Linked DNA regions of Mus musculus: regions 2, 3, 4, 5 and 6 are each linked to region 1. A link is a contact called in public HiCAR-type, HiChIP or PLAC-seq and promoter capture Hi-C data. All regions are on one chromosome and are shown on one strand. The core of a region is the stretch at or near the end of the contact, and the rest is flanking DNA. Distances in the headings are between cores, read along the strand shown.

Evidence for each region. Promoter capture Hi-C pulls out the DNA fragments that hold promoters and counts their contacts. HiCAR-type assays count read pairs that join an accessible place to other places. HiChIP or PLAC-seq counts read pairs in DNA pulled down with a chosen protein or histone mark.
Region 2: a contact with region 1 is called in a HiCAR-type map of astrocytes, with 3 times the contacts expected there. The contact joins the enhancer-like site here to the promoter of Sspn in region 1. A contact is called at or near these places in 5 of 39 promoter capture datasets (the 3T3-L1 cell line, cranial neural crest, embryonic stem cells and 2 more), 2 of 115 datasets of contacts at active chromatin or transcription factors (astrocytes and bone marrow-derived macrophages) and 1 of 9 other capture datasets (liver).
Region 3: a contact with region 1 is called in a promoter capture Hi-C map of cranial neural crest. The contact joins the enhancer-like site here to the promoter of Sspn in region 1. A contact is called at or near these places in 4 of 39 promoter capture datasets (cranial neural crest, embryonic stem cells, hippocampal neurons and 1 more), 1 of 484 Hi-C or Micro-C datasets (bone marrow-derived macrophages) and 2 of 9 other capture datasets (adipose tissue and liver).
Region 4: a HiCAR-type map of astrocytes shows a contact between it and region 1, with 2.9 times the contacts expected there. The contact joins the enhancer-like site here to the promoter of Sspn in region 1. A contact is called at or near these places in 5 of 39 promoter capture datasets (the 3T3-L1 cell line, the C10 cell line, the HPC-7 cell line and 3 more), 1 of 484 Hi-C or Micro-C datasets (bone marrow-derived macrophages), 2 of 115 datasets of contacts at active chromatin or transcription factors (astrocytes and embryonic stem cells) and 4 of 9 other capture datasets (adipose tissue, embryonic stem cells, macrophages and 1 more).
Region 5: a FOXA1 HiChIP or PLAC-seq map of pancreatic cancer cells shows a contact between it and region 1. The contact joins the enhancer-like site here to the promoter of Sspn in region 1. A contact is called at or near these places in 4 of 39 promoter capture datasets (the HPC-7 cell line, HPC-7-derived erythroid cells, cranial neural crest and 2 more), 1 of 484 Hi-C or Micro-C datasets (bone marrow-derived macrophages), 3 of 115 datasets of contacts at active chromatin or transcription factors (embryonic basal ganglia, embryonic midbrain and pancreatic cancer cells) and 4 of 9 other capture datasets (adipose tissue, embryonic stem cells, liver and 1 more).
Region 6: a promoter capture Hi-C map of the HPC-7 cell line shows a contact between it and region 1. The contact joins the enhancer-like site here to the promoter of Sspn in region 1. A contact is called at or near these places in 2 of 39 promoter capture datasets (the HPC-7 cell line and cranial neural crest), 1 of 15 datasets of contacts at CTCF or cohesin (the NIH/3T3 cell line), 1 of 115 datasets of contacts at active chromatin or transcription factors (bone marrow-derived macrophages) and 4 of 9 other capture datasets (adipose tissue, liver, macrophages and 1 more).

The regions. Positions count from the first base shown.
Region 1 is chr6:145,931,605-145,935,869 of GRCm38.p6, reverse strand. It overlaps Sspn (sarcospan), which reads right to left and starts at 1,748. Exons shown (of 3, transcript NM_010656.3): 1 at 1,499-1,748. The coding sequence starts at 1,696.
Region 2 is chr6:146,408,481-146,412,745 of GRCm38.p6, reverse strand. The region is part of intron 9 of Itpr2 (inositol 1,4,5-triphosphate receptor 2); the gene reads left to right. Among named protein-coding and RNA genes, the nearest start is that of Itpr2, 92 kb to the left of the region's middle. Within about 2 kb of position 2,450, at least 171 of the 459 cell types and tissues checked have an H3K27ac peak or open chromatin away from gene starts, as enhancers often do. A contact at or near this core is called in astrocytes, bone marrow-derived macrophages, hematopoietic stem and progenitor cells and 1 more, where this site is marked.
Region 3 is chr6:146,381,514-146,385,778 of GRCm38.p6, reverse strand. It overlaps Itpr2 (inositol 1,4,5-triphosphate receptor 2), which reads left to right. Exons shown (of 57, transcript NM_019923.4): 15 at 2,934-3,095. Among named protein-coding and RNA genes, the nearest start is that of Itpr2, 120 kb to the left of the region's middle. Within about 2 kb of position 2,263, at least 1 of the 459 cell types and tissues checked has an H3K27ac peak or open chromatin away from gene starts, as enhancers often do.
Region 4 is chr6:146,341,106-146,345,370 of GRCm38.p6, reverse strand. It overlaps Itpr2 (inositol 1,4,5-triphosphate receptor 2), which reads left to right. Exons shown (of 57, transcript NM_019923.4): 26 at 141-314. Among named protein-coding and RNA genes, the nearest start is that of Gm35596, 120 kb to the right of the region's middle. Within about 2 kb of position 2,185, at least 43 of the 459 cell types and tissues checked have an H3K27ac peak or open chromatin away from gene starts, as enhancers often do. A contact at or near this core is called in astrocytes, where this site is marked.
Region 5 is chr6:146,302,768-146,307,032 of GRCm38.p6, reverse strand. The region is part of intron 34 of Itpr2 (inositol 1,4,5-triphosphate receptor 2); the gene reads left to right. Among named protein-coding and RNA genes, the nearest start is that of Gm35596, 85 kb to the right of the region's middle. Within about 2 kb of position 2,177, at least 8 of the 459 cell types and tissues checked have an H3K27ac peak or open chromatin away from gene starts, as enhancers often do. A contact at or near this core is called in pancreatic cancer cells, where this site is marked.
Region 6 is chr6:146,190,168-146,194,432 of GRCm38.p6, reverse strand. It overlaps Itpr2 (inositol 1,4,5-triphosphate receptor 2), which reads left to right. Exons shown (of 57, transcript NM_019923.4): 47 at 3,785-3,977. Among named protein-coding and RNA genes, the nearest start is that of Gm35707, 5.1 kb to the left of the region's middle. Within about 2 kb of position 2,317, at least 9 of the 459 cell types and tissues checked have an H3K27ac peak or open chromatin away from gene starts, as enhancers often do. A contact at or near this core is called in the HPC-7 cell line, where this site is marked.

The DNA.
Region 1 (4,265 bases), core at 499-2,998:
CGCCCAGAAAGCCATCAGGAATTTCGCCAGAGCTTTTGACTCTTGAAGCTTTGGGATTTTTGTGCCATGCCGTAAACATTAGAACACAGTTTGTCCCCCTATCTAACTCATTTCTTTGGAACTGGCCTTTCTGAAGTGAAATAAAAGCTGGTTTTCAAAACCAGCCCTCATTCCTTGTTCCTTCCTTTTGCCTGGCCTTCAAGGACAGATATTTTCCCCGGAGTATGTTGACAGCCATCGAGGCGACCAAAATATCCAGTATGTCTAAATGAGAGGTTATTTTTAAAATCATTTGACTTAGAAAACTCCAATCACGATAATTTCAAGGGAATTCTCAGTACACAAATTAAACATTTTAAATTACTCTGCAAAGATTTGTGAGTTTGAATAATCTTAATTTAAAAATATCTGCACCTATGAATATGCATCAGGTGTCTTCAGGTTCTGTCCCATACAAAATTATGTTGGGTTGTGTGTGTGTGTGTGTGTGTGTGTGTGTGTGTGGTCAGCAACAGTAAGGATAGAGGGGAGCTGGAAGGCCAAGGGGCCATGTTCATTTCTCCTGACTCTGCCACGTTTACCTTCTGGGCTTGAGGACGTCAGGTATCTTAATGGGCTTCCCCGTGTCCAGAGTGGAATAACAATCCCCACCGTTGCATGGGTCAAACGAGACAGCCTGAGAATTTAGCATTGGCTTTAGATAATAAGGTAAGTATTAGCATAGCCAGAATTCGGCTACAGAGAAGCCAGTCCTGCCTTTGCTTTCCCAGCTCATGACCTTGGGCGGGGCCAGCCTGGTTTCTCTAACTTGAGGACTGTCCCATAAGATGTGAAGTTACAAACACAGGGGAGATCTCTGGCAGAGCCGGCATACAGTAGGTATTCCGTACGCCGTATCTATTTTACTTTCAAGAACTCACACACCAACAGAGTACTGTGCATCTGGCATTAGTACAACCCCAAATGAACTCCACTGGAGCCAGCAAAGCTTCAGCCCACCTTACACTGTGTGGATTAAGCCTGTGCTTGCAGTCGTCTCCAGCCCTGCCTTAGGAAAGTGATTCATGACTCTTACAAGGGAACTGTAGTTTAACAAAGCCAGTGTGGCAACTCCAACTTAAGGTTTTCCTACCCTGCTTTTCCCAGGATGAACTTCATTCAGTGCTACTTATGCAGACGCACGTGGGGCCTGGGGAATGAGACAAGGACCAAGCCACACAGGGTGGGCCTGCAGTTATCTTTGAGGCTATGCGAGATGTCCACGGGGCCTCCCCTGTAGACTGAGTCAGAGCCCTGGGAGGAGCAAGAAGCCTCAGGCAGGCGAAAGCCAGAATCCTGCTCCCAGCCTTCCTCTGGGGAGCCCAAGTGTGCCCAAAGTCAATCTCCAAGCAGTTAGGGGTGCAGCCAGGGTGGGGGCGCATGCAGCTGGGTTAGTCTCCACTCCACCATGCGGCTCGCATGCCCGCTGGTGCTTAGGCCGAACAGACTTGATGCTTACAATGATCCCAGCCCAGAACGGAGTATCTCTGACTAGCAGGGAGGGGCTGATGCTCGCCATGAGGAAGCCCAGCACGGTCACCGCGATGCCCAACGCCAGCTGCAGCAGTGCCAGCAGCAGCGGGAAGCGGCAGCCACAGCAGGTCCGCGCCTCCTCCTCAGGCAGCTCCTGAGCCCTGGGGCTCGGCTTGCGCCCCATGTTCCCTCGGTGGTGCCTGCGCCTGGGCCTTGCTGCTGGGCCTGCCCAGTCTGCTGAGACTGGGCTGAGCAAAAGTGGAAAACACTGGCAGGAGGGGGACCCGAGGGGGGTCGCCAACTGCCAACGCACAGGGACCTGGCGCCCAGGGCCTGTGTGATGGGAATGCCAGCCTGCTTTACTTTTTTGTTTCCAGGAAGTACAAGACAAGGTGATGAATGCTTAAACCGCTTGTGTTTAATTAATAGATCACTGAATCCAAAATGGGCTCGGCTGCACTAAATAAAAGCTGTGGAGTCATTGACAAAAGTTAAATTGAGCTTTTTTTTTTTTTTTTTTTTTTAATGTAATCCAACCGACAAGGAAGAAAGGGAGGGAGAAAGAGAGGGAGCACTGGAGGAAAGGAGGGAGGGTGAGAGAAAGGAGCAAGGAGGGAGGGAGGGGGGAGGGAGGAAGGAAGAAGGAAGGAAGGAAAGAGAAAAACAAACAAAAAACCAGAAAAGAAAAATAAAAAACTTCTTTTCTTATTGAGGTACTCGCATTCAAAATAATTGTTCCTGGCCAGTGAGGTGACTGAGCTGGGAAAACCTGCTGACCTCATTTTGATTTCCAGGATCCACAGTGGAAGCTATCTATGACTCCTCAGAGATGAACCCTTGACCTCCACACGTGTGACTCTCAGACCATACACATGGCTGCACACAATAATAATTAATTAAAACTCAACAATGAAATAACTGTTTGTAGAGAGGCTGGGCTAATCATGACACCTCGCATGCTTGTTTGTCTTTAAAAGCCCTTTGTTCTCATTTATATCTTGCGACTGTCCCATGCAGCCCAGGCTGGGTTCAGACTTGCCGTGTATCCACAGAAGACCTTGACTTTTTAATCCTCCTGTCTCCACCTCCCAAGTGCTGGGATCACAAGTGTGCACCACCCTGTGTTTAAATAATAGTGTCTATGAGGCTCCCAGTGAGTCTTCACACTTGCTAAATGTCCAGGGGGTGTTGGCATGCTGGATAGAGATGGACAGTTGCACCCAGGCAACCTTTAAGGGCTACTTTTAGCACTTGCAATGTGCTAGGACAGGCAGCTATAGATCTGGTGCTCTCCAGGAGGCTCAGAAGAGATGGGTAAACCTGGTTATTTCCCGAAAGATGGTGAACTATGCCTGGGCAGGGCGAAGCCAGAGGAAACTCTGGTGGAGGTCCGTAGCGGTCCTGACGTGCAAATCGGTCGTCCGACCTGGGTATAGGGGCGAAAGACTAATCGAACCATCTAGTAGCTGGTTCCCTCCGAAGTTTCCCTCAGGATAGCTGGCGCTCTCGCTCTTTTCCCGACGTACGCAGTTTTATCCGGTAAAGCGAATGATTAGAGGTCTTGGGGCCGAAACGATCTCAACCTATTCTCAAACTTTAAATGGGTAAGGTTTTGTATACCTTCGTGCAGTACCATTTAGGACAAAGTACAGTGTGCAGCTACTAAGAAATAGTCCCAGTGGGGAGTGGTGGCTCACGCCTTTAATCCCAGCACTCGAGAGGCAGAGGCAGGCGGATTTCTGAGTTTGAGGCCAGTCTGGTTTACAAAGTGAGTTCCAGGATAGCCAGGGCTACACAGAGAAACCCTGTCTTGAAAAACCAAAAAAAAAAAAAAAAAAGTCCCAGTTCCATGGGGAGTTTAGACTTTCTTCTATGGTTATTTTAACATTTGGAAACTTTATTCAAAAGGAAATTATGTAGCCAAGATGTTAAGGGAGATAATAAAGGATGCCCAATCTTAGGTTGGGATCTCTGAATCTAACTTCCTGCTGTTCCCTCAGAATCTAAGCTAATTATTGTCTGCTGTGTACCTACAGAGGCACTTAAGGAGACTCAGCATTTGCCTTACATTTTTTTCTGTACACCAGTGAGAAAATTGCAGCGCACAGATTAAAGTCACTAAGTCAGAGGCAGAACAGAAAGCACACGTTCCGTTTCCACTCAGGATGGTGTGCTACACTCACGCGGGTTTCAGTGCAGCCCAGGAAGTCCACCATCCCTCGGTGGTGCAGTCCTAGGACTATGAGGAATTCCTGAAGGAACTGACAAAAGCTGGTATTCAAACAGAACATGACATGGACAGCCCGGCAGACATGAATCTAACAGAAATCAGTGAGCCAGCAGATTACCTGTAATTAGCTCTTTATCCATATTAACAGCACAGCTTCTAGTTGGGCCCTTGGGTCTAGTTGGGCCTGGCTACTCGAGGGATGACAGCAGGAAGGTTGTAAGTTCAAGGCTCAGATTTAAGGGAGTATGGAGAAATCTGCAGAGAAAAATCAAGTATTTGTTTGTGGACCCTGCTGTCAGTGTCACTGTCTTAGGGCGCCTATGGCTTGGTGAATCAGCATGGCTAAAAGCAGCATGGGGAGGAAAGGGTTTACTTCATCTTGCAACTCACAATGTATCAACTCACTGCTACAATGTATCAGTGGGGAGCCAGGCCAGGAAGGAAATGGAAGCCTCAGAGGAATGCTGCTTATTGGCTTGCTCCTCACGAGTTACTCAGCTTTCTCTGTTTGTTTAAATAGAAC
Region 2 (4,265 bases), core at 1,201-3,700, 480 kb before region 1:
AGTGGAACAGGGCAGCTTAGTTAGTACACCTGCCTGTTTGGGAAGGAAAATCTGCAAGGCTTTGACATAGGAAGTGCTGTCTCCAGGAGACACCAAACATGTCAGATACTGTGCATAGCCACACATGGACACAGGCCGATAGCACTCTGTGGTTTGAGCCAACTGCTATACAGGGAATACCCTGAGCCAGCTCGGTAAAGTGGTGAGTCCAGGTCTAGGAGAAGCTGGGAGACTGACACTGTCAGCCTTGCCTCTATCACAGTGTGTAGTTGTTTATGTGTCTGTCCCTCTGTCTGTGCGTTGTGTGTACGTCTGTCAGTGACTGTCTTGTTCTTCATAAGGGAGGGCCCCTACCCAGCTCCACAGTGTGGAGAGTGTCTCACTGAATCTGTGTTTACTAGATGCGGTGGCTGAGTGGAGAGGAGCTACGGCAGCTGCAAACCCAGGAGTTTCTGTTCACAGAAAAGGGGATCTAGTGTCAGAGAGTCTGTGTTTTCCTTAAAGTTAAAATAAACAACCCTTAAACAAAACCCAATTATAACAACCAGAGCTGGCCTTGAACTGCTGTACTGATGCAGTCTGCCAGAGGTTCTGACAGTATCTGCAGATGTTTGATTGACACAGTTGTGAGAGGGACTGGACATCAAGAATGGCTAGCACAGAGGGCTACCTTCTCCTCCCTGACAGAATTATCTAGTCCAAAACACAGAGGCCAAGAAGCCTTGATCCTCACTAATCTGAAATTTCGAGGTCACTTACTGAATGCCTACTATGTGGAAGCGCTGACCTGGTTTGGTGCTGGGGGCACAGGTGTTAAGGTGTGGTTACTGTCCTCAGGTTCCTGCGGTCCCCATGGGAACCATGTAACACACCACTGAGCTGCGGGCTCTTACCGTTTGATGGCTTCCATCATGCATCAGTGCACATGCTAAAACCAGTAAATTTAAAGAAGGCAACTTTAAACTAAGAACAGAAAAGAGAAAGAAACCCTACAGTGTTATGATCACAGTTCCCAGGCACAACCCGTTAAACCAGCATTCAGCTATGAAGTTAAGTCATTCAGAAGAACACGATGAGCTTATGATTGTTGTAGAAACAGAGTCCAAGGCAAGCAGAGCACTTCCTGTGGGGCTTCAGCAAGCGATTGTGCACCGAGCATGCGCAGTGGGGCTTCTGCAAGCGCTTGTACACCGAGCATGCGCAGTGGGGCTTCAGCAAGCGATTGTACACCGAGCATGCACAGTTGTAAGCCACTGAAGACCAGGCTCTACATTATGGTGAATGTAGAAAGCATCAACGCTTAGGACAGCACTGGAGGATACACGTGGGTTTTATTCTGCAAGACCATGAGTAGCCGAGGTTAAAAGATGCCCTTCCTCAGCATGAGGAGACTCGCCACACAGTGTTAGAAGATGCAGATTAACTTTCCAGAAACATAGAGGGCCAGAAAACCAGGGTTGAAATGTAGAAATAAGCATTTAATTACAGGACGGGTAATTCAGACATTTGGACTTTATGTGATTGCAGACTTGTCACCTGTCTCTCTGTAATGTCACTTCCTTGGGACACATGAGTTAGTCAGTCAAGGTGAAGGTGGCAGATGCGGACTGTACAACTGTGCAGACGCTGTGACTTAGAGACCTTAAGTTCGGGACCGTGCCTGTGGGAGAGAAAACAACGTCATCTGAGGAACGGCTAACACAGCCTTGGAACCAATCCTGCCCCGTGGGAAGGGCAACACTCGGGCATCTCTGCTCCCCATTCACTGCTTCAGACATTTCCACACTGTGGAGCTCAGTCACTAAAGCAACAACTTGGTATTTCTTTCCAAAGCAAGACAAAGCAAAGAATGTAAAATAATTTTGTTAAAGATTTCACATGGCCTTTGGCTTGGCAAGCCAGGGTCTCATTTTGTTTGGACTCGAACTTGCTATTTTTCAGAGACTGGCTTTGAACTCCTGATACTCCTGCCTCACCTTCCAAGTGCGTGCCGCCACACCTGGCTGTCATATTTCCTTCTAGAGTAGCTTACTTGGGAGTTGGGGAGAGCTCAGTGAATAAGCTGCTTGCCTTGAAAGCACGGGGTTCTTGCCATTCGGGACTTACCTGAGAAGGGCCAGGCGTGGGGGCCTGTGCTTGTAATCCTACCATTGGGTAAATGGAGACAGGCTCTGTGGCCAGCCAGCCTAGCCCATCAGGAGGGCTCTAAGCCAGTGAAATACAGTGTCAATTAAAAAAAGAAGTGAGTGATGTACACCACACACACACACACACACACACACACACACACACCCCAGTGAAGAAAATGGGCTCGCTTATTTGTTTGTAACTAGGTCAAGCGTCCACTAGATGGCACTAAACCCCTACTTCCTAACTCCAATACTCCTAGGAACAGTTAATAAAAAAAACCACTAAAGTGCTGGAAGAGGACAGTCTTGGCGTCCCATGCTCTGAGAGTGAGGAGGCAGGAGGCCAGGATTGTCTGCAGCAGCAGCAGCTGTAAAGTTGAGTCTGAGGCCCACATAGAAGACACTTTCTAGAAAAAAAATAAATAAAAAGAAAAGAAACAAACACCAACTAAAACAAAACCCCAAAAGCAAAACAACAGCAGCTAGCTAGGGAAATGGCTCAGCTGGGAGATTGCTTAAGCAGATGACGGCTATCCCTGGGACCTGCAGTGTGGTTGGCGCTCCTCGCTCAGGTTGCCAAAGGGTCTGGTGCCCTCTTCTGGTCTCTACAAGTACTGCACCTGCATTCAGGAACCCACTTGTGCCCCCACCTTCACCCCCACCCCCAAAGGACTAGAAAGCAAGACTATGAGCGTGAATCATGGGCTTCTGTGATTTCAGTCTGTTTCCTTCTGTTGTGTGAGTGTAAGACTGCTGGCATCCTGCATCTGACTCGGTACAGTTAGCGAGACTCTTGTGGCGACCTGACTTTCTCTTCTGCACACTGCACTTTAATTGTGTGTTTTGATGAAGGCTACCTGTCGATATTGCCAGTAACCACTACATTCTCTCATCCACTCTCTCCACCTTGTGGACCCTGAATTTGATCTTGGCTATCTCACGGTCTTATAAATGCATGAAATATTCTTAGAACTCGGGTCATTTCCCCACAGTGACACCTCTCCTCCCCGGTTATAGGCATCACAACTTGGGAATCAAGATAAGCATATCTTTCCATGGCAGTTTCTACACTTAGATGCTGATGACTGTAAACATATAAGACTGATGTAAACATCATTCATTTAACAGCCTCTTTCGTGCGGCATGATCTTCCCTTTAGCTTAAAAGCCTCTGAGGTCCCGGGAAATCTTTCCTTCAGCATAAGAGCCTATCTGTGGAGTCGTTCTGTTTTGGCTCACACCTTTCTGTTTGCTGGAGGCAGGAGAGGAGATGTTGCAGTCTCTTGGGGTGTGGCTTGCATTCCTCAGACCTGTCACACATGGCTCTGTGTGACATTCCCGTCAGTAGCCCACATCTCATCTGTGAAGAATTAAGGATTAAGAACATTTCTCAGAAGGGGAATTGTGAAGTTAAATGAATGAACTCTCAAAAGCATTTTTAAAGAAACATCACACAAGAGGTTCTGCAAACTCAAATTAGTCCTACTTCTCTTACTTGTGGTGATCTCTCTCCCTTATCTCCTGATTAAAATTCAACCTGCCCTTTAATGGTTTCCTTGAACACCAGGAATAATTATTTTTTTTAATTTTATGCATATGAGTATACTGTACTGTATGTATGTCACTGTTTTCAGACACACCAGAAGAGGTCATCAGATCCCATTACAGATGGTTTGAGCCCCCATGTGGTTGCTGGGAACTGAACTCAGGACCTCTGGAAGAGCAGTCAATGTTCTTAACCACTAAGCCATCTCTCCAGCCTTCAGGAATAATTCTTATATAAATTAGCTCATCACAGATCACTCCATCCCTCCTGTGACCTATGTTATTTACAAATTATTCATTTCTTTCTCCTAGCTCTGGTCAAATTCTGCTTTGTAGTATAGCTGACCTTATTTATGTCTTATTTTCCTTCTGAGGTCACAGGGTTGGTGGCCAGGGATAGGAGTCTTGCCTAAAATAGCACAGGCCACAAAGTTTTCTCCTTAAAGATGCTCTGTTAGTGTTTATTACAAAAGTTCTCTCTCTCTCTCCACCATGCCTGACTTACAATTCAGTTTTTTTCTTTTTTTTTCTTTTTTTTCTTGTATTTTCTTCAATTACATTTCCAATGCTATCCCAAAAGCCCCCCCCCCCC
Region 3 (4,265 bases), core at 1,014-3,513, 450 kb before region 1:
GACACATATACACTTATTTCAGCTCCTGTGAGTTTTAAGTGTGAGAGTTGCTTCTGTGGGGTGGTGCTTGCTCCGAGGCATTCTCAGAGGGACTGTCAAGGTGCTAAGTGGGTGACTGTCATCTCAAGGGTGGACTGGGAGGAGATCTACTTCCCAGATTGCTCATAGAGTTTAGTACAACTTTGTCTCCAGACAAGGCACTGCCTGCCTCCCTGTGAACGTTAGTGTTAGCTGTGGCTTGACAGATGCTGGGGAGATGGATTGCTGAACCTGCCTATAGGTTAATTGATGTTGGAAGACTCATTTTTAACTCTAGGCTGTTGCCTTCCCTCAGCTCCCACCCCTGGGTGGAGATCTGGGACTGTAAAGTGGAGAAAGAGCTAAGCACAGCATTGCTGTTCTGATCTTGGCTGTGCACACAGTGAAAGCTGCCTCAAGCTCCTGCTGTGCCTTCCTCACTGTGATGAGCTTTGGTCTCCAAAGGAAGGTGATTCCCCTTAAGGGCGAGGGATCCAGAGAGTGGGGAGAGACCCAGGCTCAGCTAGGGAGTCTTTAAGACATTATAGCAGACACCATCACATCCATCAGTTCTGTGCGATTGGCTGAAAGCAATTTTATAATCACTGTCAGAGAGAATTCTGGGAGTTAGGGACCATTAAGGGGCCAGCCTTGAGGCATCCACCACATATCCCCAAATGCTAGTGTGGTCAGAGTATCTGTAGAATCTGCCTTGGAAAAACTTTTGACTGGAATTTCAGGTGACTTTGGAACCATTCCACCTGCTTTTGTCTGCAGTAGGTAGGCATGTGAGTCTGGTCCAGAACTCTCAAGTGCACAATGTACCAGTAAATTAATTAGCTTCCTACTAACCTGTACATGGGCATTCTTGCAGTTACATGTCTTATTGTTTTGTTAATATATCAAATTATATTTTTATATAAATATAATAAATAACGATTAAAATAATTAGCTTTTGTATCAACTACATATGGCCTCAAGGAAAAGCCTTAAAGACATACCTATCATAGCACTAATTAATTAACAGTAATTGGCATTCCATGCTGAGTTGGGAAAGGAAACCTGAAGACATAGTGTGGCTGAGATCCACAGAATGTCTGAAAACAGTGTTTTCATGAAATAAGGTAAAGGTCTCAGGTCTCAGGGACAAAGTCTTTCTGACAGCAGTAAATTGTTTCCAGAAAGCATTTGATTTCAGGGACTTTTAGGACCTTGAGTGAGTTATGAGCACATTAACTGCTGTGCCCAACTTTTTATTTCATAATATAAATACAGAATAATCCAAGGTCTAGGGAACATAAAATTCTTCTTTTCAAAAATAATATTATTTTTTGAGAACTTCATACATAAATACTGACTGCATTTATCTTACATCTGCCTCACCCTCTCCCCTTCCAAGTTCTCTCTCCTCCAAATTCATGATTTCCCCTATCATTATTATAGGTATATATATATATGTATATATATATGTATGTATATATATATATGTATGTATGTGTATATATATATATATATATATATATATATATATATATATATATATATGTATACACACACACACACACACACACACACACACACACACACAACCTACTGAGTTCACTTAGTGTTCCTCATTTGTGTCCGGTGTTGACCACTTGGTATTGGACAACCTGTGTGGGACCTGGTCCCTGGAGCAGGCACCATATCACCTCTAGCTCTTCTCTTGAGGGTGGGGTCATGTGGAATTTCCCTTATTCAAGTTTGCATGTCAACTGGACCTGTCCTTACACTGATCTTGCTCAGGCAACTGTGTTGTTTAGAGTTCATAGGTCACACATGAAAGGCACAGTCTCACAGCAGACTCTCAAGAGTCTTCTGGCCTTACAATCTTTCCACCTCCTCTTCTGTGACTTTCTGTGTCTTAGGTATAGGGGATGTGTGTAGTTGTATTAATCAGACATGGGCACCCCAGGGCCAAGCAGTCACTGTATTTTGACCAGTTGTGGATCCCTGAAATAATCTACACCTATTGCAAAAAGAAATTTGAGAACATAAAAGTCTCCTGGAAACATACGGTCATATTTCATGAACTCCAAGGGACAGTTCCTTTCCACGTTGAATTCTTGTCTCGAGGCTCATGGCCTTGATCACATGATCCTTCTCAGAGAACGCTCTCAGCCTGCTGGCTTCTCTCCGCAGTCAGGGCTACCTCCTCATACTTCTTTCCCATGCTCCCTGACCTAGCAAGAATTTGGCTCCCTGTGAGAGATGGGGTGTGTGGGTGTGGGGACATCTCCAGAATCTCTCTTGTGGCTTCTTGTTAATGCATTCATTCCTGTGGCCATTTATCTGCATACTGTGAGGGGGTGAAGGGGCTCAGAGAGAATTTCATGTATTTAGAATCACGGTTGCATATGTATTTGGAGTTATTTCCTTTTGCCTATAACAAGGCGAGAGTGACATTTGGAAACCATTACCTGATGTAAATTTCAGGTTAAAAAAATTGTACATGTCCTTTATATTGTTTTAATTTGGGGAAGTTACCAAAAAAAAATAACAGAATACTAAAAACATATAGAAAACATATTTTAATTGATCTGAATATTTCTGTGTAGGTTCATACAAATACCTAAGTATTTACCATCTTAATAAAATACAATTTCTAAATAAAATCCATTATGATATTGATGTAGTGGATTTGTCCTTGACTTTGCAAGCAGCGGGGTTTGGTTTGTTTGTGTTCATCACCCAGGACGAGCAACCACTAATGTCCTCCCCCACTAAGCAGGAAGCGGGCAGCCTTTGCATTAGTTCCAGTCACACATTTCTACGGTGTTTTAAAGTCTGTGTTATCTGTAAAAAAATGCAAATATGGTGCAAAGCATGCGCGTGTGTCCATCAAAACAGGAGGATTTTTTTTTTTATTCCTCTAGGTGTTTGGGATCCTTAAAGCACCTTTCAAGGAGAAGGCTGGAGAAGGTTCGATGCTGAGGCTGGAGGACCTGGGCGACCAGCGCTACGCCCCGTACAAGTATGTGCTGCGTCTCTGCTACCGTGTGCTGCGGCATTCGCAGCAGGACTACAGGAAGAACCAGGTGGGTCTGGAGCCTCAGCATTGGCTTTGGTGGCTGTTAAAGTGCACACTGGAGGAGGAAGAAACTGGACTTTGCAAGGATGGGTTGTATGTGGCAGCTCATAGAACCACCTATAAGAACTGTGGAGTTAAACAGGTGTTCTTTCTTAGGACTTAGACTCGATGGTGGGATGTGCATATCTATCTTCTGGGTATGGCATGGTGTTGCGTTCATGAACACATAGCAGATGTGGCTACCCGCATAAGGCTTGCACACACAAAAAGATAGGACTAACTGGGGGGAAGAAGTGGGATCTTTCAGGAGTGAGAGTCATAAAGAGAGGGTAATGGAGGGCAGATATGGCCACAGTATACTGTATATGTGTGTGGATATGACCATAGTATACTGTATATGTGTGTGGAGCAGTCAGGGCATGGTGCCACACACCTTTAATCTCAGTACTTGGGAGGCAGAGGCAGGCAGATTTCTGAGTTCGAGGCCAGCATGGTCTACAAAGTGAGTTCCTGGACAGCCAGGACTACACAGAGAAACCCTGTCTCAAAAACAAAACAAAACAAAACAAAACAAAAACAAAGACAAAAAAACCAAGACTGCTTCACATTCAGCAAGAAGCAGCGTGAAGACGGTCTTCTCTCTCAGCTTGAACTGGGTGGAATCACGGAGGAGACTCATCTCCCAGCAGGTCTGCCGGGGTGTTTCTAGGTCTTACCTGAAGATGGAAGACCCTGAGTGTGGGCAGCTCTGCCCCATGTGGTGGGCCCAGAACTAAATGAAAAGAGAAGTCCAGCTGAGCATTGGCCCCCATTTCTACCTTGCCTACTGTTGTGAGTGGTAATGTTAATATGTGTGTTTTCTGATGAACTTAGGCAATGCCTGTGAAAGAGTCACTAGACCCCCAAACGGCCCGTGACCCACAGGTCGAGAAGAGATGGTCCAGGGTAACTACTCTAAGCAGCTTTCTGATGGTTTATAGAACAAGGGTTTAAAATGTAGGCAGAAAGCTTTGTATTTTATCTTTTTTCCCTTTATATTCTAATAAAGAGTTCGTGTGTGATTTAGTGCTAACCCAGGCCTTTAATGTTGTGTCTGGGTTTATTATTATTTAGAGAACTCAAGAGTACCTCTAATTTCATTTAATTATTTATCAACATCTTGGAAGTGTGACTCTGG
Region 4 (4,265 bases), core at 936-3,435, 410 kb before region 1:
CACATGTAAATACCCATGAATGTTCTGTAAATGTTGACCTTTGCCTAATCAGTATTTAAAAATGAGATCTTTGGTGTACAGGATCTAGGAATACAGAAGCTGTGTGAGAATATTAAGCAACAAAGTTCTCCCGTGTTTAGGTGCAGTTACTAGTGTCGAACCAAGATGTTGATAACTACAAGCAAATCAAGGCAGACCTCGACCAACTTCGGCTGACGGTGGAGAAATCTGAGCTGTGGGTAGAAAAGAGCGGCAGCTATGAGAATGGAGATGTGGGTGAGGGCCAGGCCAAAGGAGGCGAAGAGGCAAATGAGGTTTGTTTCCGAGATCACTTTTAGGAGGAAAATTCTTTATTTTTATTTAATGTGTAATGAGTGCTTTGCCTACATACATGTCTGTGCACTCCATGCATGCAGTGCCCATTGAGGACAGAAGGGGGCACTATATGCCCTGGAACTGGGGATACAGACAGTTGTCAGCTGACCTATGGGTTAGCAATGAAACCTGTGTCCTATGAAGAGCAGCCAGAGCTCCTAACTGTTAGACCAGGGATCTAGCCCCTACTTTTTTCTTACAAAACAGTTTTACTGATAATATTTGCATGAGAGCTAACTGCCACCAATGTTATAATGGCTGTTTCTGAAATGCCTGCCTTGTGTCCCACTTAGGGGTTTGAATCCAGGAATGTAAAGGGTGTGTGGAGGCTTACCTGGGGCGGCCTTGGAAGTACTCTCAACGTTTCAGGTTGTAGAACGGGGGGCACAGAAGGTGCTAACTAAATATTAATTATTGAACCGTCGAGGGGTTGCAAGGTAGCGCTGAGATGGTAGAGTTCTCTGACAGGTCTCAGGATGACGGCTACTTGTAATTCTTCACTCTATCTCCTAGGAAATTTCCTGTAATGTTTACAAGTGTTAGTGGAATGTAGACTTTCTGATCCATAAAACTTTGTTTTATAATGAGCTAGGGCCATGGAGTGGAGACATAAATTCTTCTCTAACTCATTTCTAAAGACAAAAAAAAAATGTTGGCATTTATTCAGTGCTCTGCATGTCCATGGCATGAAAGTCAGATGTTTTTATACGTGGATTCTCCTTTTAAATGCCAAACAGACTTTGGGGATGGCAATAGGGCTACCTTTTAACCAATAAACGAGAGCTTGGAAATCCAAGGGCTCCCCCAGGCTGCAAACTCTGGGACTCAGCCAACAGTTGGATGATAAGATCCAGGCTCCTTAAGATTGCACTTTCTGACACAAAAATAAGTCACTATGCTTTTACAAATTGTAATACCCTTTCCTTCTGAAAAAAAGAAATCACATTTTATGTGTGCCCTAGGAAATATACTGTTGCTTCTCATGCAATCTTGGCTTATGTGAGGAGAGGTCTTTGGCTGGGCCGGTGAGACGGCTCAGCAGGTACAGGAACCTCATGCCAGGCCTGCTGATCTGAGCTCAACGCAGGCGTCCAACGGCCCTCGGCATAGTTCACTGTGCTACAGAAAGACAAGATGTCTCACAATAACTCAGATGAGATGTACCAGGAAGGCTGTAAATCCCTGGCCTTCACTCACTGAGGCATGATGGGAAAGGGAGGGCTCTTCTGCTGCAGAGTGGTGAGTGCTTGCTATTCTGCAGGAAGCATCTCAGGTGCTTTGCCCGTGAGAAAGAAGAGGGGCGTGAGGAGTAATTGCAGACATTCTCAAGGCAAAACCGTACAGCTTGCGGTGTAAAAAAAAATCAGTTTTCCAATCTGAAATGGGGGGAGCTGGCATTTATTCACCGAGTTCCAGATGTATTGGTTCAAGGAATGGAAATCGTTGTAGGTAGGTTGCTTAGGGTGTGGCTTGATACGAAAGAGTTAAATATTCAGAAAACCTAGAATTGGGAGAGGTTGCCCTGGATTGTTGGCTTTGGGGTCAAATGATCATAGCTCTGTAGGGAGACTCCATTCATGCATGAGGAGGCTGCTTTCTCAACGCGTCTGTGGCTTTGTCCGCCTCTGCTGACCCACTTTTTGAAGGCCTGGGATGCGACAGTGAATATGACGCTCTTAAGAGACATTCCTGTCTGCTGGAATTTCCTTTTTGGCTCCCTGAAGTTCCAGGGAGCTGCCTGCTAGCTTCCTCCTGGCACCTTGGCTGCCTTGAGCTCAATGCACTGGGCTGGCTCAGGCTGAATTGGATTTAGAATTCTTCACTGCAGGGGAGCTGGCAGCTGCAGACAAAGCTAAGGGGATGTGAAAGGGAGGCTAGGCCTGAGTTAACAACCAACACAGAGAAGACGATGCAGAGGCAATCAGTAGTGGGGGGTAGGGTGGCATAAGGGGTTGGAATCAGACACCACAGGATCTACTGCTTAGCATGTGTGTAGCTTGCTTTGACTTTCTAAGATTTGTGTTTACCACCCGGAAAATGGGCACACAGTGCACTGTAAGGGGTCATTGAGCAAACCTCTGATGGAGTGTGTTAGCATGCGGGTTTCTTGTCACTTTGACACAAGCTTGGGTCATTTGGGAATAGGGAGCCTCAACTGAAAAGATACCTTCATCAGATCGGTTTGTAGGAAAGTCTGTAGAGACATCCCTTGATCAGAGACTAATGTCGGGGTTGGCTAGCTCACTGTGGGCAGTGCTGCCTCTGGGCAGGTCCTGTGTTCTCTGAAAAAAGCAAGCTAAGGCATGAAAGAGGGTCAGTCAGCAGCGTTCCTCCATGGCTCTGGCTTCACTTCCTGTCTCTAAGCTCCTGTCTTTAGTTTCTGCCTTGGCCTCCTTTCATGATGGACTGTGACATATAAGATTAAAGGAATCCTTTCCTCCCCAAGTTACTTTTAGTCATGACATTTGTCACAGGAACAGAAAGTAAAGTGAGACAGTCAGTTAGCATGGCTTCAGTGTGCATTCAACAACTGACGAAGCGAGCAAGAAGCTAAGATTAGATACTAGGAAATCAAGCAACGAGACTCCAACTTTATTTTATTATTTCTTTTAAGATTTGGTTTAATTTATGTGTATGGGTGCTTGTGGAGTCCAGAAGAGGGCGTTGGAGCCCCCACAGCTGGGGTCACAGGCAGTTGTGAGCTACCCAATGTGGGCGCTGGGAACTGAACTCAGATCCTAAGAGCAACAAATGCTCTTAACTGTTGAGCCAAACCTCCAGCCCCTCACTTGCTTTGGTTTTGTCATCATGGACCAGTGGGCTTACTTCTGAGCTGCTCCATCTCCTGCTCGTATCCTAGCAACAGCATTCCAGTGTCATTATCTGTGCACAGCACCACCTAGAATGAACAGGTGTTTCTGAGTCTCCTGCTTAGAGATGAGGGAAGCTATCCTAGGAGTTCTTGCTAGTGCCTGTCCAAAGCCTGGACACATTTTACCACTAAGCCAGTGTACTAAGCTAGCCCACTGTCTTTGTATTTGTTTCCTACTTGACACAAGCTAGAGTCATCTGGCAAGAAGGAACCCTGACTGAGGGACTGCCCCATCGGGCTGGCCTATGGACATGTCTATGGGAAACCGTCTTGATTGTTCATTGATGTAGGGGACATAGCCCAGTGTGGGTGACAGGATTCCTGGGCAGGTGGTCCTGGGCTATAAAAGGAAGCCAGCTCAGGATGTGCCTGTGAAAGGAGCCAGCAGGCAGCATTCTTCCACGGTTCCCTCCATGATGCCCTGTGGCCTGGATTGTGGCCTGCATAAACCCATTACCACTTACGCTGCATGTGGTCAGAACATTTTATCATAGCAGTAAGGATCAAATTTGAACAGTGTGTATCTTAAGAAATAGAACCCTACAGTTGTGAAAGCCTTGTGGTCTTTCTGTACCCCGAATAAAATCCCACAAGTTTGTTAACTTCCTAGCTTAATAGTTCTCTCCTATGTGTAGTATGTATTAATAAAACACAAGAAATACAGGGGAAATACCTCCCCCAGGCTCTTCTGGGTCTGCTGTCTCCCATCCTTGTTGAATATGGCAATAATTAATTCACCAGAGCTCTAATCTGCATTGGTGCATTGTCAGACATGGCGTTTTAGTGAGCTGGTCATGGACTGATATTTTAAGAACTTTGCTATTAAAAGCAGCATTACTGTGGCAGCTTGGGCAGCTTCTTCCTCTTGAGCCCATTCAAGAGGTGCTTCAGGGATGCACTTAGGAGCCAAGCATCCCATGTGCTGTGTCCTGGCTCACACCAGTCATTTTCTGCAGATCAAGTCTTTTCTTCCAACAGTGTGTGAGAGTTGCCAAACCTCCCGTCCCGGTTACTGTTG
Region 5 (4,265 bases), core at 928-3,427, 370 kb before region 1:
TGTCATATTATATTACTATATATTATACTATTTCATATTATTATAATATCACATTATATTATATCATATATCACATACCATCACATATATCACCATATGTCACCATATTATTATCATCATGCCACATATAAAATCTATATATATATAATCATAAATATCATCACACAATATTATATATCATCATGTCATATTATCATATTACATCCCATTATACCATGCCATCACAACTTCAATTATGTAATAGCTTCATCATGTAACATGTATCATCATGCCATGTTATATTATCGCCCATATATATCATCTATATGCATATCATATCATTTCATATCACACACTCATCATATATCACATCATGCCTTATAATCATACCATATCTTCATATCATATCATAGATTCATATATTTCCATATTATCATATCATCACATCATGTCACACCATCATTGCATACCATATTACATCATGTGATATCAGTATATATCTTCATAGTTCATATTCAGTCATATAGTTCAATCATCTGTAAACCTATCTTCATATCATAAGATTTCTTCTATTTGAAATCTCTTGTTTCTCACTTCTTTACTGATTGCTTCTTGTTCAAAATGGAGACTCTGAAAGCAGGGACTTTGACTTTTTTGTCATCAGGGCCTGGAAATTTGTTTCTGATAAACAGGATAATAAATGTATTTGTTACTCTCTCGTCACTGAGATAAATATTTCTACAAAATGACTTAAGGAGGAAGCCCTCCCTGAATGTCTTTGGCTGATGTTTCACAGACACAGTCCACTGTGGTGGGAACAGTGTGGTGACATGTGTCTAGCTGTGACCACAGGAGCCCGAGGTGGTTGTTCCCTTGCACCCACAGACAGGAAGCAGGGAGCCATGAATGCTGGTGCTTAGCTCATTCGTTTTTATTCAGGTGGAGACCCCAGCTGTTGGGCCAGAGCCACCTTAGGCAGGGTGGTTCTTCCTTCCTTGGTCAAATGTCTCTGGAAACACCCTCATGGATACATCCAAGAGCACTGCTAGGTGTTTCTAAATCTTGCTAACAATGTGATGGTAACCATTGAATGGGTGCACATTGATTTATCATAGTCTGTGGACTCGGGAGACATTGCCTTGGCTAGTTTCAAAAGGCAATATGACAACAGATTTGTGTTTAAAGATCAAATTAACTTGTGTGTGATTCTAGGGTTAGGCACCTCACACCCCCCACTCCACACACAGTATAAAACAGAATAACTTCCTATGACCTAGTGAAGGTTGGGGTTTCACAGACAGAAAGGGGCTGAGGAGGGCAGAGGCGGGACACTGAGCTGGCCAGCTATTTGAAAGTTCCTTTCTGTATAACGGGAAAGCAGAGAGACATCCACAGCATGGCAGGGTTGGCTCCATCTCTCTTGGAAACTGGCCTGTTTCTGAACCCAGTCAATACATCCTTCTGATTAGGTCAGGTGTCCTGAGACATCAGGCAGTCTACAAGTGTGGCTTCCCATGAAGTTCAGCCATTGCGGGGACCCGTGTGAAACTTTACAGCTCAGATACACAATCATTTTGGCTTTGGCTTTCTTTAAAAATACACAGCAACACTGAGATTTGGCACAGCTCAGACATTTAAGAATATAATGTTTAAGGGAATAGAGAATAATATATATGTAAAACATGGCACAGCCTGGGCAGACATATAGTTATAAAGCCTTTTGATGCATTTGTGAAGTGGTAAACACATTTCTTATAAATGCAAATATCAAGTGTAGTTTGCATGTGTGAAACACCTGTTTCTAAAGTATTTTCAAAGTACCATTAGCTCAGCCTGTCTGTCATCCAAAATCTTCATCATGTATGCACTGGATACATACGTGGTAAGAAGACAGCAGACCTACTCACTCAGCCCTTCCCTCCCTGTGAGCAGTAAGCGCTTGCTGGGTGCTGAGGAAGGTTAAGGCGACAGGGATCTGTAGATGTGCCTGGTTAGACATTGTTCCTCAGTTCACCCATTCCTGTAAGCACATGGCAGAAGGCTTCCAGCCTGTGATATTTGCAGCTCGATGCAGGGAAACAAATGCACACACATCCCCGTGGTTCTGCATTCTTTTGTGTGACCATAACCAACCTCACTCTATTTTTAAACATCTAATGTTTGCAGTCATCTCTAACGTGAAGGAAGAAAGTAAACAGCTAGGAGTGGACCTTCTGAGTCATGACGAATGCTGTCCTGTGATGTTGTTAGCACACCAGCAACGCCAGAGAACGCCTTTCTCCTTAGCATTGTGTTTGGAGTTTGTTGATCTTAAAAATATTGCTAGAGTTTTAATGCACTTTTTCTCTGCCATGTGTGAGGAAAAGAACTTTTCCATATGATTGAGCCACCAGTATTTCCTTTGCTATGAAAGGTCATATCCGGTAATTTGAGTTCAACCGTTACATAGTAAGAAGTGAGCTCTTTGACTATTTGGTAGCTAGTTTTCTTACATTTTCTTTGAAATAATTTATTTTTTTAGCATAAGGAATACATATTCACATATTGCACATTATATTATATACTATATGTTATATAGAATGTGTTATAATGTAGGTAATAATAACAGGGCTTCTTAGTTTGTGTCGGTGTTTGCACACATTCCTGTGTGTGCAGTTGTGTTTAGGGCAACCCTTCTTTTAGAGAGGTTCTCCATGGGTCTGGGATCTTCCAAGTAGGTTAGTGAGTCCTGGGTTCTCCATCTGTGTCCCTAGTGCTGGGTTTCAAGTGCACGCTGTCACGCTTGGCTTGTTCTGGACTGTGGAGCTCGGCTACTCGCCCTATGAAGCATGCGTTTTACTAAGCCGTTAGCCCAAACTGATTTCTTTTTAAAGTTCAATTCCATTTTCAGAATAGCGTCTGTCGTTCTGCGGTGTTGTTCCATCCTCAGAGGATTTTCATAGTTTTGGTTTTTCCGTATCTTTCTGGTGTTACTGTTAAAAGCCTTGAGCTCTGTGGAAGTAAGTGTGGTGGCCCATGTCTGCAACCTCTGCACTCAGCAGACTGGGGCCATAAAGACTGTGAGTTCCTCCTGGTCACAGAGAGTGAGATAAAGAAAGGGGAAGAGATGGGAGGGAGAGGTGGAGGGAACAAGAGAATGGGAGGGTAGGGGAGTCTGACTTCGAGACATCTAGTATACACTTACTTACAGGTTGTGTGGCATGGACTCAGTGTTATCTTTCCAGATGACTAGTCAGGCCTTCCTCTCCTGTTCTTGGGTGACCGTAAGAAGCAGGTGCTTTGTTCAGGTAGAGGATTGCAGGAGCATCCATGTGGTAGAGTTGGAGTGTCACACAGGCAGCATGTATCCGTGCTTTCAATGTTCTTCCTATTTAAAATCTCTACTGGGTTGGGGAAATAGCTCAGTCAGTGGAGCACCCACAAGGGGACCTGAGCTCAATCTGTACAGCCATATGAAGAGCCTTGACATTGTGCCATGTGCCTCTAATTCCAGTCCTGTCAAGGCAGAGATAGGAGGATCCCTGGGGCTTACTGGCCCAATTCCAGGCTAGTGAGAGAGGTGGGGTCAGTAAATACAGGCAAAGTTGTCGTTTGGTCTCCATACAGGCATGTGCACACACATGCACCCTTGCACACACACACACACACACACACACATACACACACACAGAGGCACACACAGGCACACACACACACAAAGGCACACACACACACACATACAAACAGAGGCACACACAGCTACATACACACACACACACACACACACACACAGCTACACACACACAGTGAGTGCTCCACTGTCTGAGCTATTTCCCCAACCCAGTAGAGATTTTAAATAGGAAGAACATTGAAAACACAGAGGTGCACACAGCCACACAAACACACACAGCCACACATACACAAGAGGCACACACAGACACACACACACACACACACACACACACACACACACACAGGCACACATACACACAGAGGCACACACACACAGAGGCACACATAGCTACACACACACACAGCCACACACACATATACAGAGACACACACAGGCAGGCGCACACACACACACTCACACACACTCACTCACATGCACGCACACAGGCATGAATCCTGTGTGCGGATTTATTCTGAGGACTTTGCGCTGGAGAGCAGGTGCAGCTCCCGCCCACGTCTTCCTCCTCCAGCTCCAGCTGTTCTGGTTCTGATGGGCTGACACCCAAGCACATTTTCTAATTAATGCTCCTCTCCCTGCTGCCTCTCCCCATACCTGTCAGTGTGTATATCTAAGC
Region 6 (4,265 bases), core at 1,068-3,567, 260 kb before region 1:
TTCATAGAACTGTGAAATAATACCAAGTGATTTAAATGGAAAACTCTATACCACAAGCTGAGGTCTAAGAGCCATGTATAGAAACCGAGTCTGTCCATCTCGAGTTTCTCTCCCCAGAACCACTCTGAAGTTTTAAAATGGAATGAGTAAAGCTTTTCTCCTGTTTGGGTCACGGAAGCAGATAGGGTAGAGGATTGAGTGGTATTTTAGAGACAAGATAGTAGAGAATCTGCCTCTTAAAAGTAAATGTAACTTTTATTTGCCAGATGCAATTGTTGTCTTAGAGGCTTCCTGCTGAATAAGCTCACCCTTTCTAGCTCTTTCTGAGCTCTGCCTGGCTGGTTTAACTCAGCTGCTCTGGCTCAAGCTCCTCTTCAAGCTGAATGATTCAATCTGGCTTCTCTCAGCTTCTCAATGTTTTGCTCTGCTTGGCCTCAAACTAACTCTGGCAATGTGTTCTAATCTTCTGGGTGCTTCTTATTCTCTGGCTTCTGCTGCCTCTGCTGACTGCACTGAACTGCACTGAACTGCTTGGACTCATGGAGGAACTCAACTCCACCGCACTGCATTCACTGCACTGCCCTCACTGCACTGCACTGCACTCACTGTACTGGCAGACTCTCTCTCTGAGCTGCTCTTAAATAGCTTCTCTCTCCTGGGCTGTTCTCCTGAGAGTTGGGCCTATCTCATCTCTGTCTCATTCTGTTAAATCTGTCTCTGATCCATCACTTTGTCTACCCCTCAATTATATGTCACTTTCAAATACAGCTGCTTCCTTCTACAAATTAATTTTACCTTAAAGTGTATGCTAAGGATGTGCCTGTGTTCCAGCCAGATCACACAGGTCTGAGTCTTCAGATGTGATCACTTGCAAGAGCAGCTATGTTTCTAGATTAAAATTCCTCTACAGAGGCTTCTTAAGATATGAATCTGTGACCTAACAGAGTTTTTGAAGACAGGCATAGTGGCACATAAGTGGCATAGCTCTTAGGAGACAGAGTCAGGCAGATCTCTGTAAGTTCCAGGACAGTCTGGTTTAGGAAGTTACAGGCCAGGTACATAGTGAGACCTTGCTTTGAAAAAAGCAAAAGAAAAGTTTATGAAAGTATAGGAAACATAGAAGCACTAATAAAAGTTTCATATTGGTATCATGCACTCAAAAGTTTGCTGTTTACACATTTATTGTCTGACAGCTGTCCTCTCCCTGCTCCATAAATGAGACATTATCTAATGTCCTATAGCAGATCAGGAGGTGTGCCAGGGGACTCATCAGGCTGTCACTTCTAGCTGGGGTATCATTGTGATGCTTTCTGGCAGAACTAATCAGGCAGAAGTGAGCAGAGTGGCAATGCCTGTCACTCCTGATTTACGGCCATAACTTCATTCATTCTGGTAGATGGTTTTTTAGTTTTCGGCAGAATGTGTCATGGGCACTTTTGCCTCTAATGGGTAATTTCTATGTCTTATTGTTTATTTCTACCAAATCTTTGAGCATTACTAAGCTTTATCACTTCATGTCAGAAGTAGACCCCTGCTCATATGTATAAACATCAACAGTGCCGCAGCTCAGTGTCAGATTTGCCTGGCTGAGTCAATTGCAGAAATGGGTATTATCAAGAACGGTAGCTTGTGGCGGTCAGTTTAGTAGCCCTGAGAAGTGGGGAGGTGCTTAGGCCAAATCACCATCCAAGAAGGAGGCCCCCAGGATCTGAATCTTATTTTCAGATTCTCTCATGCGCCTTGCTGCCTCTGAAGAAATCGTGTGTGGTTTTAAGCAACTGGTCATTGGAAAGATTCTCTGTATCTGTGAATCGCACTAGACCATTGCAATTGTCCACCATTCCCCGTGTTTGCTCCCCTCGGGGTGGTAGCTTAGTGTGTGTGTGTGTGTGTGTGTGTGTGTGTGTGTGTGGTCACATTCATGTGTAGCAAGAGGCCCAAGGTTGGTATTGAGACTCATCCTCCATCCTCTTCATTCTTCTGCCTTTCTCACTGAGGCAGGACCTCTCAGCTGAGCCGACAGCCTGGTAAGATGGCCAGTCTTGCTAACCAGCTTGCACTGACGAACCCCTGACTTTGCCTTCCAACACTGGGGTTACTGGAAGGCTGGCACACCCACCCAGCACTTGTGGGTTTGTGGGGCTCTGAACTCTGACCCTACCATTTATTTTGCATGGCATGAGCTTTAACCACTGAGACACCCCACCCCCCAGCCTTTGCCTCTAACATTTCAAGAGCCGCCATGCTTCTCAGTTTGCTCCTGTCTATATTGGGGATCCCGTTGGTTTTTTTACTTTTCAGTTCCCCAGGGCTCCTCAGCTAATAACTGAATAAGCATCTGTTGAATCACCTAGGGGAACGTTAACCATATTTGGCTTCCTTTTGGGTAAAGCATTTCCTCCTTTGGTTTCTCTGGTTTGTCATTGCCCTTTGTGAAACGTGACAACCAGAATTAAATATGTCATTTTATGCAAGGACTGAATATTTTCGCTTATCTAATCACAGCTTTATTTCTTTAGTAAGCCCTAAGAATCAAAAAAAAAAAAAAATTACTTGACACTGTTAGATCAAGCAAACCTTTTAAAATTCTTTTCATGTGGTTGCCTACTGTATCAAATATGCCTCAGTAATTTATGTAATTGATATTTTAATTATTTTTTTAAATTAGCACATAAAGGGGCTGCAGAGATGGCAGAGCAGGTTAAGAGATGGCAGAGCAGAGGAGTTTAAGAGCACTGGCTGTGGTTACAGATGCCTGTTTTCGGTTCCTAGCACCCAGCTATTACTCCCATTCCAGGATTAAAACCGAGTTAGAGAAGAGAGAGTTTATGTTGACTAAGGTTCCAGAAAGAGAGTCCAGAGGCAGGGAAGGCAAGGCGTGGAGCCTGGGGGCAGGGGCCATGTTTTATGTGTATGCAGGAGGGTAGGGGAGAGAGTAAGGCTATAAGCCCTCAAAGCCTCAGCATGGCTCTACTTCCTAAAGGTCCCACAACCTCCCCCAAACTGCGCCACTAACTGGAGACCAAATGTTCAAATACATAAGCCCATGGGGAACATTTCTCATTCAGAACAGCAGGCTGGAGGCAGAACACTTCAGTGATAAAAAACAAACAAACAAACAAACAAACAAAAACCTCTGTGTACAGAGAACTGAAGACACCCAGTGCTAAGGATTTCACTTGGTACCCAGAAGCCCCTGTCAGGAAGAACTGGGCACAGATTCTTAAGTTGGAGTTCAGGGTCACCCCACTGGCTCATTTTTCATGATTGGATACATAAACTATCACTCATAAGCTCATTGTCCTAGCTTCATGTCTTCTGCTGTGATTATAAAACACTCTTGCCAAAAGCACCCTGGGAAGGAAAGGACGTATTTGGCTTACAGCTCTATATATCGTAGTATGTCATTGGGAGACATTCAGGCAGGAACCTGAGCTAGGAGCAATGGAAGAACACGGTGGGTGTGCTGCCTCTGTGCTTAGTCAGCTTTCTTACATGTGCCAGGAGCATGGGCCACCGGGTGCTTCCAGATAGTTCCAAACCCTAAGTCACACTGAGGGCTCTAGTTAAAATCTCCATGAAAATGGGAAAGAGATTTGTAAGGAAGAAGAAGGCACCTGGAGCAGGAGATGGATAACTGGGGGTGGGGAGAAACCAAAACATATTATATGTGTGCATGAAATTGTCCAAGAACAAAATTTATTAATTAAGAAAAAGGAAGTTAAAAACTGAGTCTGAGACTGAGGTGTGCAAAAGTCTGAAACCGAACGCCGATCATTTCCAGATTGTGCGGCATGACCGGACTATGGAGCAGATTGTTTTCCCGGTCCCCAACATCTGTGAATTCCTCACTCGGGAATCCAAGTACCGAGTGTTCAACACAACGGAGAGGGATGAGCAAGGAAGCAAGGTGAACGACTTCTTCCAGCAAACGGAAGATCTCTACAACGAGATGAAATGGCAAAAGAAGATCAGAAGTGAGTGTGAGACATGGGGGGCGGGGAGGGGCAGGGTCACATGGCCAGAGACAGAGGGGCAGCGCCAGGGTCACTTAGCCCAATTTATCTAGATAATTAATTGGATTTCTTGTCAGTTTAATGTCCCTGAAATCATCTGTAGGCTGGAGTGAGCCCCTGTTGCTGCTGGAGCCAAACCTTCTGCAGCTTGGTGGACTTAGAAATTCCCAGTCAACCAGATGGCCCGCAGCTGCTGCAGAGCGTGTTTTTTTAAATGTGTTATTAGCTGCAAGGCTGCAGCTGAGCTGT